2 separate regions of the Cyprinus carpio genome follow, and region 2 is linked to region 1. Evidence: chromatin contacts called from public Hi-C data. All regions are on one chromosome and are shown on one strand. Each heading gives the region's core, a stretch centred on a gene start, on an enhancer-like site or on the middle of the called end of the contact. The rest is flanking DNA. Distances are from core to core; before and after follow the strand shown.

What was found. Hi-C and Micro-C count contacts between places; a contact is called where the count stands out from the background.
Region 2: a contact with region 1 is called in a Hi-C map of red blood cells, with 9 times the contacts expected there. The contact joins the promoter of LOC109065711 here to the enhancer-like site in region 1. A contact is called at or near these places in 7 of 8 Hi-C or Micro-C datasets (liver, red blood cells and skeletal muscle).

Annotation. Positions count from the first base shown.
Region 1 is chrB19:9,611,045-9,617,738 of ASM1834038v1, reverse strand. No RefSeq gene overlaps it. Among protein-coding and RNA genes, the nearest start is that of LOC109065687, 38 kb to the right of the region's middle. Within about 2 kb of position 2,503, at least 1 of the 8 cell types and tissues checked has an H3K27ac peak or open chromatin away from gene starts, as enhancers often do.
Region 2 is chrB19:9,650,429-9,657,122 of ASM1834038v1, reverse strand. It overlaps LOC109065711 (ADP-ribosylation factor-like protein 4A), which reads left to right and starts at 2,704. Exons shown (of 2, transcript XM_019082717.2): 1 at 2,704-2,859; 2 at 3,527-5,288. The coding sequence starts at 3,665. The coding sequence ends at 4,270.

The DNA.
Region 1 (6,694 bases), core at 1,254-3,753:
TGCTCTCACTGCATTGCTGTTTTCTTCTTCACTGAGTCGTTCCCTGCTCTATAACACTCTTGAGTATTTCATGGAGCGTATATGATCTGTCCCGCCTTTCTGACACACATTGTTTTGGAAAACATCAAAACTGCCTGTTTCCTGCAGAAAAATAGGAGTAAAAAAAAAATCCTGAGTAACTTTCACTTCTCATGTGACGCTCATCTGGGCTCACCTTTTTCCACTTTGGTCTGGTTGTTCACAGCTCACACTGTAGAGTACATCCTGCTTTACACAACCTCAAAACACACAAACACAACCATAATAGGTTTAACATGTTAGGAAACGAGAAGTATAATATGGTTCTAATAAATGCTGTTTTTTCACATCTTTTTTTTTTTTTACTGCCTGTGATACATAGCACGTTTCATGTAACGGCTTTACATGTGCCAATGTTGATTTCTTATAGCATCCTCTTTTAGTGTTTCATCTTATTACATCTTCCATGTTTCCACCAATTCCACCAGAAGTAATACTGTACATATGCACTGAATGGTTTGATATAAGTCTTCTGAAAAGACACAATCACTTTATGTGATGAACAGGCTATTCACACACCCTCTCAACAGCAATTTTTGGAAGCATTTTTGGTTTTCCAAAGAACCTTTCAGTGAACAGCTCCTAAAATAACCATTTTTTCTTCTAAGTGTGAAGAATAAGTATCTAAAGGACCGTTTTGGCTTTAAATTTAAAATTTTAAATTATGTTTTGTCCAACAGAAAGGTTCCGTTCATCTTATAGGTTCTTCATGGCACCACAGATGACAATAAAGAATCTTTATTTTTAAGAGTGTACTGTATAAACATTGATCAACATGCATAGAGCACATATGGTAAAAATGGTAGCTCAAATGCACTTGTTGGATGCACAAGAAATCACCATTGGTTCTTGTGCTTTAAGCAAGTATGATTGAGCTTTCATTGTACCATATTTAATGAGCTCTACGCCTTTTTGTGTTGATCAGACTTTATATGTGAACTTGTGAACTATCCCTTTAAATAAGGCCACCATTCAGTAACTAGCAAGTTTGGGGGCAAAGGTGGATTTATAGTAGCTGAAGCTATATTTCCACTAAATTAAAGAAAGGATATTTATTTGGTCATACAGTAATGTTTGTAACAGAGTTAAATGTTCAAGTTTGACAAAACACCTTGTGTGCAAAATCATGTGGTAACAAAATGTGGGATACAGCTAAATTAAAATGTAATTAACTAATAATTAAAAGGAAATAGCTTGTTACTATAATCAGGGCCGTCCTTATGTGCAGCTGGTGCGGTCGCAACGGGCCCCGCGGCAATCAGACCAAGTGGGAAATATAAAATCCCAATGTTTAGTGGAGAAATTTAGATATTTGATGCATTTAAAACTAGCTATTTTCGCGAAGTCAATTTTTTGCTGTATAAAAGTTTATCTAAACTGTTCACTATTCGTGGGATGTGCCTGGTAACATCATCTCATTCATGCTTCTGGTAGCACTTCTCTCTAATGTATCTATGTCATCCCAGCCTCCATCCTACCTGACAAACCTGGCTTCGTGCTGGGATCCTTCATACATGCTCCAGATAAGTCAAAGAGCCTCAAGTACACAGACAGAAGAGGATGCAGAGAGGAAAAACAATAGAAGAACAAATGACCTCAGATTATGACTGCAAGTTAGTGTTCAACATTCAGTATGAATCTTTCTGTATTGAAACTATACATGATTCACAAACCTATAATAACGTTGATTTAACAAATTTTTCAACACTAACATGAGAAAAGCAGAAATACAAACACGAGATGACATTTAAGACTCGACAAAGAAACATTGGGCAGACCATATTAAATACACAACTTAACCAGGGACTAAATTGAACACACCTGAATCAAATAAACAAACACAGGTGGAGACTAATGAACTGAGAATGGAACCAAGAGGACAGGAACAACCAAATATGGGCATAAGGAAACACAAGCTTGAACTAAACACACACAAAACACCAAACAGAGTCTGATAATATGTACATACAGTTCATACAGTTCGTTTTTCAATATCAATACTGAAGCGCTCAAATCAGTTGAATTATTTACTCAGTTCATGACTAGATTCATGAACCCACTGTTTCTGTAGAGCTTTACTCCTACTGTGTTTGAATCCACACAGATCTCTGGAATTCCACTGAAATACAGCTATTTAGAGCATTGACCTCTAAAACAGAACTCAAGTAAAGAATTAGGTATCTGTGTGTGTTCTACTTAATATAACTCACTGCCTCCTCCAGCAACCAGTGTTCCGAACCTGATTTCCAGGGCATCTCTCCCTGTGTTCCTTCCAGAAAGCGCTTGCTTTCTCTCCCACACATACAGTATAAGCCCTGAGGTGATAACTCCATTTCATCCTAGTTCATTATTCTGTAGCGTCAGATAATAGGCTTGCGGAGACCGAGATGATTCAGTTTTAGCAGTTGTAGTGCTGTGCTGTACATGTCCAGTGAAGCAGCTTTAAACTGTTTTTGTTTTATATTTCCTCTCAGCCTTGACCCACAGCACTCAGAGCACTTAACTTCCCATGATTCTCAGGTCCAAAAACAACATGAACACAGTGTGCTTTTATACAGTTGAATAAAGAGACTTTGATTGCATAATTCAGTGAATATAATGGACTACATAGAGGAATTATTTGTAAAAGGAACAGACAGGCGATCAAATAAAAGCTCAGAAATGCCTTACGGACAAAGTTCTTTAAAGTGGCTTACTGGAAATAGCAGTACATGAAACCTAATAGGGAGATGACAAATTATTTAGTAGTTGAAATTTCAAGAATCAGCTGTCCAACTTTAAATTTTCCAGCAACTGGAATATTATAATTTTTTGGCTGTCATGGTTTAGATTACAACACCTCCACCTAGTGGCTCATCAGTTGTATTGGCAAACTCAGTTTGCCATTGTACTTGTATAACATAGTGTAAAAAGATCAGGCCATTACAGTTAAATTAGATGACACACAGGTTTGTAAAGGAGAATGCAAATATTTACATAATTTTATACTTAGCATATCTTGACTTTTTTTCCACATGCCTATTCCAGACAAGACCACATGATGGCGCTGTTAGCTTTGATTAAAGGCCACAATTCAATCAGAGAACACTGTCAGATAAAATCTATAACCTGGTCAACTGTTTATACAACAATACATTTTGAATTATTCCACCTGCACTATAAAAGTGGATATGAAAAAAGAAGCACAAAGAAAACCTAGTGCAGTTAAAGGCAAAAACCTAGAATTTTTATATTCATTACCATGCTTTACCCCTTAAAATTGTATTAAGCAATACAAAAATAGCTTTTAAGAACATGCAGATCAAAAAGGTATTAATTCGATACATATAAGTGCTGTCAAAAGATTAATTACATCCAAAATAAAAGTTTTTGTTTACATAATATATGTGTGTGTGTATATTTATTATGTATATATAAATACACACACATAAAAAATATACTGTTTATATATGAAATATATTAATATATAATATAAATTATATTAATTTAAATATACACATGTAAATACATGTACATATTTTCAAAATATATACTGTATGTGTCTTTATATATACATAAAAATATACACAGTACACAGACACATATAATATGTAAACAAAAACTTTTATTTAGGATGTGATAAATCACGATCTTTTTGATCTGCATGTACATAAAAGCTACTTTTTGTTAAAAGCTAATTTACTTTTTTTAGTATATATTTTTTTATATGTTCTTTTCTCAGCACAAAATGATCTGAAACCTCAAAAAAAAAAAAAAAAAAAAGGGGGAATGGATGGATGGGTTAATCATAACATAAATTTTATGGAAATTTGGCATGGCTCAATGCATTGCTGTCAGTGCTTGCAAACCATGACATCATCAGGCTACTCTGTAATGCGGAGACAAATCAATGACTGAGCGAGAGAGAAAGACTGAGAGAGGGGTGCGTTTGAGGAGAGACAGTGTGTGAAGTCATAGTCCTTTCTCTCTGATGCAGAGCAGTTTTCCTCTCTGGCTTTTATCAGTGAACTTTCCAAATTCTATCTCTCAAAATGCACACGGTACATTTAAATACAGTGGTCACGGGTATGAAGTGTTTTAAAGTGATTTGTCCCAGTGCGACAGAAGACGTGTTAGTGCTTTATGGTGGAACACAAATGATGAGAGACGAACATGATTCCAGAAGGTTGAATAAAGGAATCCTGTCGTTCTTTGCGGGTAAGAGAGTGATGTCGCCAGTGTGAGTGTGGAACTTGGCATGGTCCAAACATGAGCTGCATGACAGATGATGCTTGCCAGTCAGACATTAACTCATTTGATCAACCTGATTTACTGGAAGATCTGAACATGCAAGCCCTTCCAACTTTTGATTTCTAGTGGAAATTTGGCTCAGGGATGGTAGAAGGTTTTTGGATGCTATGCCTGTCTGTTGCTGGAGAAGAGCAGGAATCATTTCTGGCAATGCAATCATTTTCATCATTAACAAATGTGGGGCAATGATGTCTTTGAAAGCTAAGCGTTGTTTTATCTATGTTTGAAGAAACAGATGTTCAGGTTGCTTCGTCACGCTCAGAATCAAGCGGTCCCCTAAGTGAGATAAGCTTCATCCTGAGTGTCCAACTTTGGAATAATTTGACAAATTTTATGATGTATAGTATGTATCTGAATTTCACCTTGCTTATAGAACCAATTTAGTCATCTTCATGGGATTGTCTGTTTTACTACAGGTAGCATTGAGGAACTGACTTTTATCTCATGTTCATAGAGCTCTGAAACCGGGCACATTGGGTTTCATTTAGGCTCTCTGTAATAAAATAAAACAATACATGTGATAAAACTCATGAAGCTATAAAAAGCAAGGGAATTCAGAATAAACTATAAAAGTAACTGGAAAAAGTGGGTGATTCTTCGATTAATGAGACTTGAAATGGGTAACACGAAATATTAACTATCGTTTTACTACCTTAGAATTTTTTAAAAACACAAAGAATACATTATTTTCGAATTAATACTGACTATAATAATGATACCTGGTTTCAGATCAGGAGGTAAATACTGTGAAATTTGAATTTAGAATCAAATTTAATTTAGAATTTTATAAACACTATTTGCTATAAGTAGGCTACACATTATAAATAAATGAATATATAAATAAATAAATACATTTTTATCAAATATTTCTGATCCCTGCTGGATCACGTTCAGTGTGATGTGCACATGCCAAAGCAGCAAACTGACAGTTTGAAGATCAGAAATATTTTTATAAAAACATTTATTTTTAGAATGCTGTAGAAATTCTGCCTTTTGTTTGATGGAAGGAATATTTTAGGAAGTATCAAGACAAGTGGCAATTATGTGGCCAAGCGCTGAAATGGCACCATTTAGCAAGACCCAAAGAATATACAGAGGACATGATGCGCATTTGTTATGTTTAAACCAACAACCTTCCTCACCAGCCCAGACATTTAGCCACACAAATTCAAGTTAAAAAATTAAATAAATAAATAAAAATCAGACATTTTAAAAAGGTCTGCAGCTGTTACAATTAAAAATGAAATGAGGATATTTGGACCAATAGGTGGCGCTGTCATCAAACTTTACAGAGACAGTCTCATATGAATTTAATAATGACACATACTAAGTTTAATTTCAATATGACAGAGCATTGCCATGTTACTGAAAGTACTCACAGTCAATATGTATGTGCGTTAATAAAAGTTGTGAAAATCAAAAATCCATCTGGTTAGTTACGTGAGTTACGTGCAGCATAGATCCTGAAGTAGATCTTCAGGGCAAAATGTGCCGAGAACTGAATCAACTCTGTAGGAGGAGCAGCAAAAAAACAGCTTTCATCACACTTCAAGACGGCAGACAGCAGAAATTTCTGTGCATTATAATGATCAGATGAAGTGTTTAAGGTGGCACACAGCTCTCTGATGTGTGTGTGTGTGTGTGTGTGAGAGAGAGAGAGAGAAAGAGGGGTTAAGGAGGCGGCTGGGATCCGGAGGCTTGGAGCAGCTGTACTCGTGACTGAAATGAAAACAGGACTGAACGAGGCTGTCAGGCCTCTGATGTACGACTTGTAATGGGATGTTTCCAAACCTCCTTTCTCCATATGGCTGCCGACACAATCAGAAACACCCACCGCCTACAGAGCCAGGGACTCTCAGAGCACTACATCTGGTACACAGACACTCACACTTACACACATCTCAAACAAACACACTGATTCACTGTCTCCTATTGTGGTGACCTGCTTAAAACGTTCACCTTTAGTCAAAGGTCAGATGTTCACAGAGGAGCATTACAATGCAAACATTATCTGAATTCAAGTTCGGGTGACTCCGTGAGTCTTCAGGCCTCACCCACGCACTAAACCCATCATCCTCCCATCTGCATCAAACATGTCAGTCCCGCGGCCGTGTTCAGACATTTCATTCTTCCCACACTCACTGTTCACGGCTTAACTCAATCAAGTTCTCCTACATCTGTTTGTCTGTCAGCTCTCCAACCTTATGTGAAATCTCAGCCTGTCTGTTTTTGTTTGCTATGTCCTGTGTGGCGACTCAGAAGCGCTGCTCTAAGTAAATGTCAGTTTGAATTTATCAGAAGCTGAACTGTTATAAACACTTCCTGA
Region 2 (6,694 bases), core at 1,455-3,954, 39 kb before region 1:
TAAAATTGTATTACTACCTTTACATGAGCAATATAACTAAAAAGCTAAAACAAAATAAATATTTGTACTTTCAGTTTATCAGTTCAACAAGATTATTTTTTTTTTAACACTAAAATTTCCCACTGGTTACAGTTGTGGCCAATACTACTACTACTACTACTAACAGGGCTGGACTGGGACAAAAAATCGGCCCTGGCACTTTTGGTCCAAGTCGACCCACCACCACTTCAATATACATATATACATACCAGTCAAAAGTTTTTGAACAGTAAGATTTTTAATATATTTTTTAAAGAATTCTCTTCTGCTCACCAAGCCTGCATTTATTTGATCCAAAATACAGCAAAATCAGTAATATTTTGAAATATTTTTACTATTTAAAATAACTGTTTTCTATTTGAATATATTTTAAAATGTAATTTATTCCTGCGATTTCAAAGCTGAAATTTTAGCATCTTTACTCCAGTCACATGATCCTTCAGAAATCATTCAAATATTCTGATTTGCTGCTCAAAAAACATTTATTATTATTATTATGGTGAAAAGAGCAGAGTATAATTTTTTCAGGTTTCTTTGATGGAAAGAAAGTTCAGAAGAACAGCATTTATCTAAAAAGGATTTTTTTTGTAACATTATAAATGTCTTTATTGTAACTTTTGATCAGTTTAAAGCATCCTTACTAAATAAAAGTATGAATTTCTATCATTTCCCCAATAATAATAAAAAAGAAAGTAAAAATTATACTTCCAAGCTTTTGAATGGTATATGTATAATTTTACAAAAGCTTTTTATTTCAGATAAATGCTGATCATTGGATTTTTCTATTGGATCTTTCTTACTGTTCAAACTTTTTTGACTGGTAGAAAGTATGTAGCACATGTATCACACTCATATCACATCTTGTTTTGGATAAGAATAACATCAGGTCCGACAATATGTGTCTTTTATCATTTAAATCTAGCTTTATTCGCATTGGCCCACGGAAACCTCTATGAACACACTTGACTTGACCAAAAAATCGTGGGGGGCGAATTTATGTTTTATTAAAAAGTGTTTACGTATTCTACACATGGCGTGCACACACATGAGTCCCATCAAGCACTTTACCGATTCAGCTACTCTCTTCTTCTCCTCCTACCTGGCTCTTTGGCCCGCATCACTCACCGCAGAGCAAGGCTGCTCCTGATAAAGCTGCTTGGAAAACGTGGGAAGAAGTTGGGGTGATGCGATCTTTATACAGGTGGAGCAAAATACTTCATCGCTCTGTCTATAGCGCATTGTGATTGGATGTTTACACTGTCAATACACAAGACAAACCAATGGGCCACTGGCTGCTCGCTGTCCGTGTGTGATGGTCCTCGGCAAAAAAAAAAAAAAAAAAAAAAAAAACATTCTGTCGGCCCCTTAGAGCGTCACCCACCGGGAAAATGCCCGGTATGCCCGATTACCAATCCAGCCCTGACTACTAATAAAACTGTATTGACTGCAGTTTGTTTCAGGTGAATCTTACAGGCATAATATGGGCTTAAATGAGTTAAGCAATGGGTGAATAATCAGAGCCCATTCCTTCCATTACCACAAGATGGCGCACAAGTGAAACAAAACGTTTTACGCAAGAAATCCATTATCGGAATTGGCGAAACCCTTCATCCAAACTATAGGTTAACACATATGGAGTGCTGTTTAATCTCAGTTATAATATATGTTACTTAAAATAAGTTTAGATTGTCAAAACCGCAAAGTTCTTACCCAACAGTCTTGATTGTAAAAAAAACAAAAAAAAAAACGAACATTTAAAACAGTTTTCATGCATTATTTTTTAAAACGTAGCATATTTGTTAACCTTTGTTGAATATGCACATTACACTAGACTTCATTGAAATGGGGTTCCAGTATCATCTTTTTAAGTGATAGACTAATTTGTACTGAACTGGCTAGTTTATTAAGCGGCTCAGACGAACGATTGTTTGAAGACGCAGGACGGGTAATCACGGGAGTCTAGGGCATTCAGTGTATGAATGGATGTGTGGTGTACGTGACAGCACGTCCATCACGGGCTAATTGTGTGTTGATAGCACCGCTAATTGTTCTGACACTTTGATACACTTTTCTTTGACAGCGCTGGCTCACTAATGTTTATTGCATTTTGCTTTCCACTACACAGCAATTCAGTTAGTTTTCACACTTTGAGCTTTTCTTTACTTCCTTTAAAGTTAAAGACTCTTCTACTGGGGCCCTTTATGCACACAAATGTTAAGGTGCGAACCAGTGATATCCGTTTCGTGAATGAATGACTCTTTTGAATCGGTTCTTTTGAATGAATTGCTCACACGCGGGCTGAATCAGTTCGTATTTAGTCTAAATGATTCACTGAATCTTTTAAGCAGTGTCCAACTCAGTGAAACATTAACTTATTAGATGAAGTGGATATTTCCCAATAACAGAAACTGCACTCCTTTCTTTTTGGATACTAGCTAAAGAACTGAATTAGGTTACTGATAACCTAGTAACGCTCACCTGTAAGCGCGTCTCAAACTTTAAACGCCTCGAGCGACTTGAACAGGTGGTGAAAAGGTGTGTCCAAAACGACAACGGGCTTGACCTTTCACCAATCAAACTCCAAGGAAAATAACACGCGCTCACTGAATTGAACCAATCAGCGCGTAGTTCTACACAGTGGGCGGAGCCAAGCCTGCGAGAATGAAGTGGAAGGCAGCCCGCTGTAGAGTCAGTGAAACAGGCGCTGTTACGGGGAGCGGATACACTTGTCGGCTCAGCTGATCTGAATGGCAACAATATTTTGGACATAGTCGCAAACGTTTTCATCTAACGAGTAACGCAAGGATCGCACTAAATAAGGTGGGTGCCGAATGAGATTTTATTTCCATACGCGGGTGCATACAAAGCTTAAATTGTAGAAAAATAGCATTATTCTGTGTAATAATGTAATTTAGAGTAACTTATTATTTTGGTAATACATCTATAGCGTTCTGGAACCCGTTAAGCATTTTTAGCGCACAAAATAATAATGAATCTCATGTTGAATCACTTGTTGGGGAGAAAATGATGACAAAATTCATGTCTTTATGTATGGAGATGAGCCCCTCCTAAAGCGCTTTTACAGATGGCCATAGATATCTGCGACAGACTGGTGTTTTCTCCTTTTACATAGGCCAGCTTGAGCATTTTTCTCTATTTGCAACTGGCAACTACTGTTAAACAATAAAATGGCAAGAATAGATGAACAGGAGCCTTTGCGCGCTAGGATTTTTACCGATGCGTAATTCTGGTGCCCCTGTGGCGCTACATGTGCAAATGGGCTTCCTGCTGTTTCATCCTTCATTCACCATCACTGGAACTGAATGACACCCAGCTAGGTTGAATGTGTGTGCCTTTTAGAATGACAAAGAGAGAAGCATGCTTACTTAGAATGAACAGCCAAGTAACGGAGAGCTGTAAAAGTGTGTATGTCATGGTGCTCCACTGCTGGCCTCATTGCATCATCTCCTTTTTCATTTGGTTTCAGGTTATAGCAGCAGCAGCTTCTCAGGGGAACGAGAGAAGCCTTGTGAATATTTGGTGAAGTATCAGCAGTAGCAGCGGCGACACCTGGTCTCCTGAGTCTCCGCGTTCACTTTCATCCTCATCAGAGTGGCGGAACAAGATGGGGAATGGATTATCAGAGCCCCATGCCCTATTTCCCTGCCTGCCGTCCTTTCAGGCCCTGCACATTGTTATTCTCGGTTTGGACTGTGCCGGTAAGACTACCGTATTATACCGGCTACGCTTTAATGAGTTTGTGAACACAGTTCCCACCAAAGGCTTCAACACAGAGAAGATCAAGGTAACTCTTGGTGGGAAAAGCCGGACTGCAGCCTTTCATTTCTGGGATGTAGGAGGTCAGGAAAAGCTCCGGCCTCTGTGGCGCTCCTATACGCGGTGTGCCGACGGCCTTGTGTTCGTAGTGGACTCTGTAGATGCCGAACGCATGGAGGAGGCCAAGACGGAGTTGCATAAGATCACACGGCTCCAGGAGAACCAGGGGGTGCCCGTGTTGGTGGTTGCTAACAAGCAGGACCTGCGTAGCGCATTGCCACTAGGGGAAGTCGAACAGATGTTGGCACTGAACGAGCTTGGCTCTCATACGCCTTGGCACCTCCAACCAGCCTGTGCCATCATCGGAGAAGGTCTACAAGAAGGCCTGGAACGTCTCCACTCCATGATCATCAAGCGGAGAAAGATGATGAGGCAGCAGAAGAGGAAAAGATGACTGTTTGGTGATGGGATGTGAGCTGGATGTGGTGGTAGGCCTCTATGGTGGCTCTGCTGGTGATGTGCCATGGGCCATTGTGGCCCTGCGCTCCTGGAATTATTGTTTTGGCGGGCTGAGTTTTATCAGTCAAATGGTTCTGAATAAATACAGTTCAGAGACCGCAAGAGGACAACATTGATTTGCCACTTTAGTTGTTGGATTGCAGCAGCGGTGGGACGATCACATGGAACTTTTACATCAATACAAGTGTTACAAAATGTCAACAGGTCTTGTTGTACACTGAGTTCTCATGAAAGACAACACTGGACATGAACTTGTAAATGACGAAGACCTATCCCTAAAGTCTTTGTCCTTGCGTCTGAAGTGTTACACGTATCCTAGCATCCTAGCATTCATGTAAAGTCTTGAAATGAAAGGATTGAGTACCAAAGCTGCCATGGACATCATGAAAAATCCAATGTATACATTCAGGTGATGTGTTTTCCCCCAATGGTTTTATCCAGAATGGCCAACCATCATTTTCCCTGGGTGTTTGTGGTCCCGGTGGACAGGGGAACCAGAATAAGCTTTATGGATCACTTGTTTGGGAATGCACAAATGTTGAAATCAGATTGGAGAAGGGTGGACCACTAAAGTAGTTCAACAAGTGAATGTGGTAACTGTCAAGAGGTTAACTCAACATGTTGATGCAGTAGCTTCTCCCAAGTTTGAGGACTACTGGTGTCATTTCTAGCTGTACCTACAGTGTGTGCTTCCCTGAACAACAAGAGATGTTTAAATGCACTTTAGCAATTCCCTTTTGTAAACTATGAACTTGCAGCATCTGATTTTTTTTTTTAAGTTTATCATGCTACAAAAAAAGTAATGTATTGCTTCGAGTGAAGCTTTTTTTTTATATATCTACTGTTCCACATTCAAATGTGTCAGTTTGTCACTCAGTGCTTGTGTGTTGGGGGATGTTCATATTTATGTGTCAGAATTTGTACACTTTGAATAAATCCACAACTACACTAAACATCATGTTTTGAGTCCTCATTACTACCTGTTGCATGACTAGTTATCAAAGTTTATGACCTGACAAGGTCACTAATTGCATTTTTAATCTGATAATTGTTTGACGCACGTCACAGTTGAGTCACAGAAGGTTGTTCCTTTATAAAGTCATTAAGACATGCAAAATAGGTAACATGACGTGACCTGTATTCGTCGCGTTCTAGGCATGTGACCAAACAGGATGTACTTTACTGTCACTGAACACCTATATAAATGTTAAAGGTGCTGCAAGAGTGCAATTATTTCATTTGTACATTGTGGTGTTTACTTTTAATTATGCATTTCAGAATCATCAGCTATAAAAATGCAAAAATAAATAAATAAATAAATTATAATTATTTTAAAATGTTACAATGACTTTAAGTTCTGAATTTAATTGTTTTGTCATAAAGTCAAAAATGTCAGGACGATACCATAATGAAGAAAAAGTAATTAAAACAATGAAAATCAACAAACAATTCTAAATAAATAAAAAACCTATAAAAATATATTTTAAAATATATCATTTAAAAAAAAAAAAAGATTAGGTTGTATTCAAGGTGTAAGGAAAAACAGGTTAAACCAACTTTTTTTTAAAGTTAGGTTTTTCATGAAACCAACTTGAAATCAGACAGTACATTTCTAAGAAAAACTAACTTGGCACATGTGTTTTAATCTAGTTTCTGGTATATTATTAGATATCTAGTATATTAAAAATAAATAATATATCTAGTGTATTTTTTTTTTTACATTTTTCTTCATCATGGACAGTCTTACGTGTCATTGACCCCTAAAAACAAAAATAAAATGTTCTTGCATAACAAGCCAAACCAACTGAAAGTTCATGCTTAATTAAACATTAATCAAATAAGACTGCACAAACAGAATTTGCTCTTTTACACACTGCAGTACCTAACTGCTCAGAGTTTTAAACACAGCTGGCTTGCCCGAAGCCCCACAGAGTCAATTGTTGTGTTTGGAGAGGATCTGGCACAGCCAGTTCTAGCACAAGAGCGTTTTCCCTGGGAACAATGAGGCTTTAACACAGGGAGAGACGGGTCTGTACACCAGCTGACCAGTTCAAACAGGAATCCTTCACTGGATGTTGGTCGGTTCAGCATTCTGGATGACAGACGTAGATCACAGGACACTGGCTTCAGAGATAATAGAGGTGGGATTGGCTTCTAATTGGGTCTCAAATCATGAAAAATGCAAACACATCCTCCACAAAAGCCAATGCACCATGCTCAGGGAAAACCTGCTGTTTTGGTTCTCATACAAGGAGACGGTACAAAGAGAATTCACAATTTAGCATCTAAAACACAGTTGCAGGCTTTCATATATTATGTTTTGGAGGGCAACAACATCAAGACTCAGTAATCCAGCTTG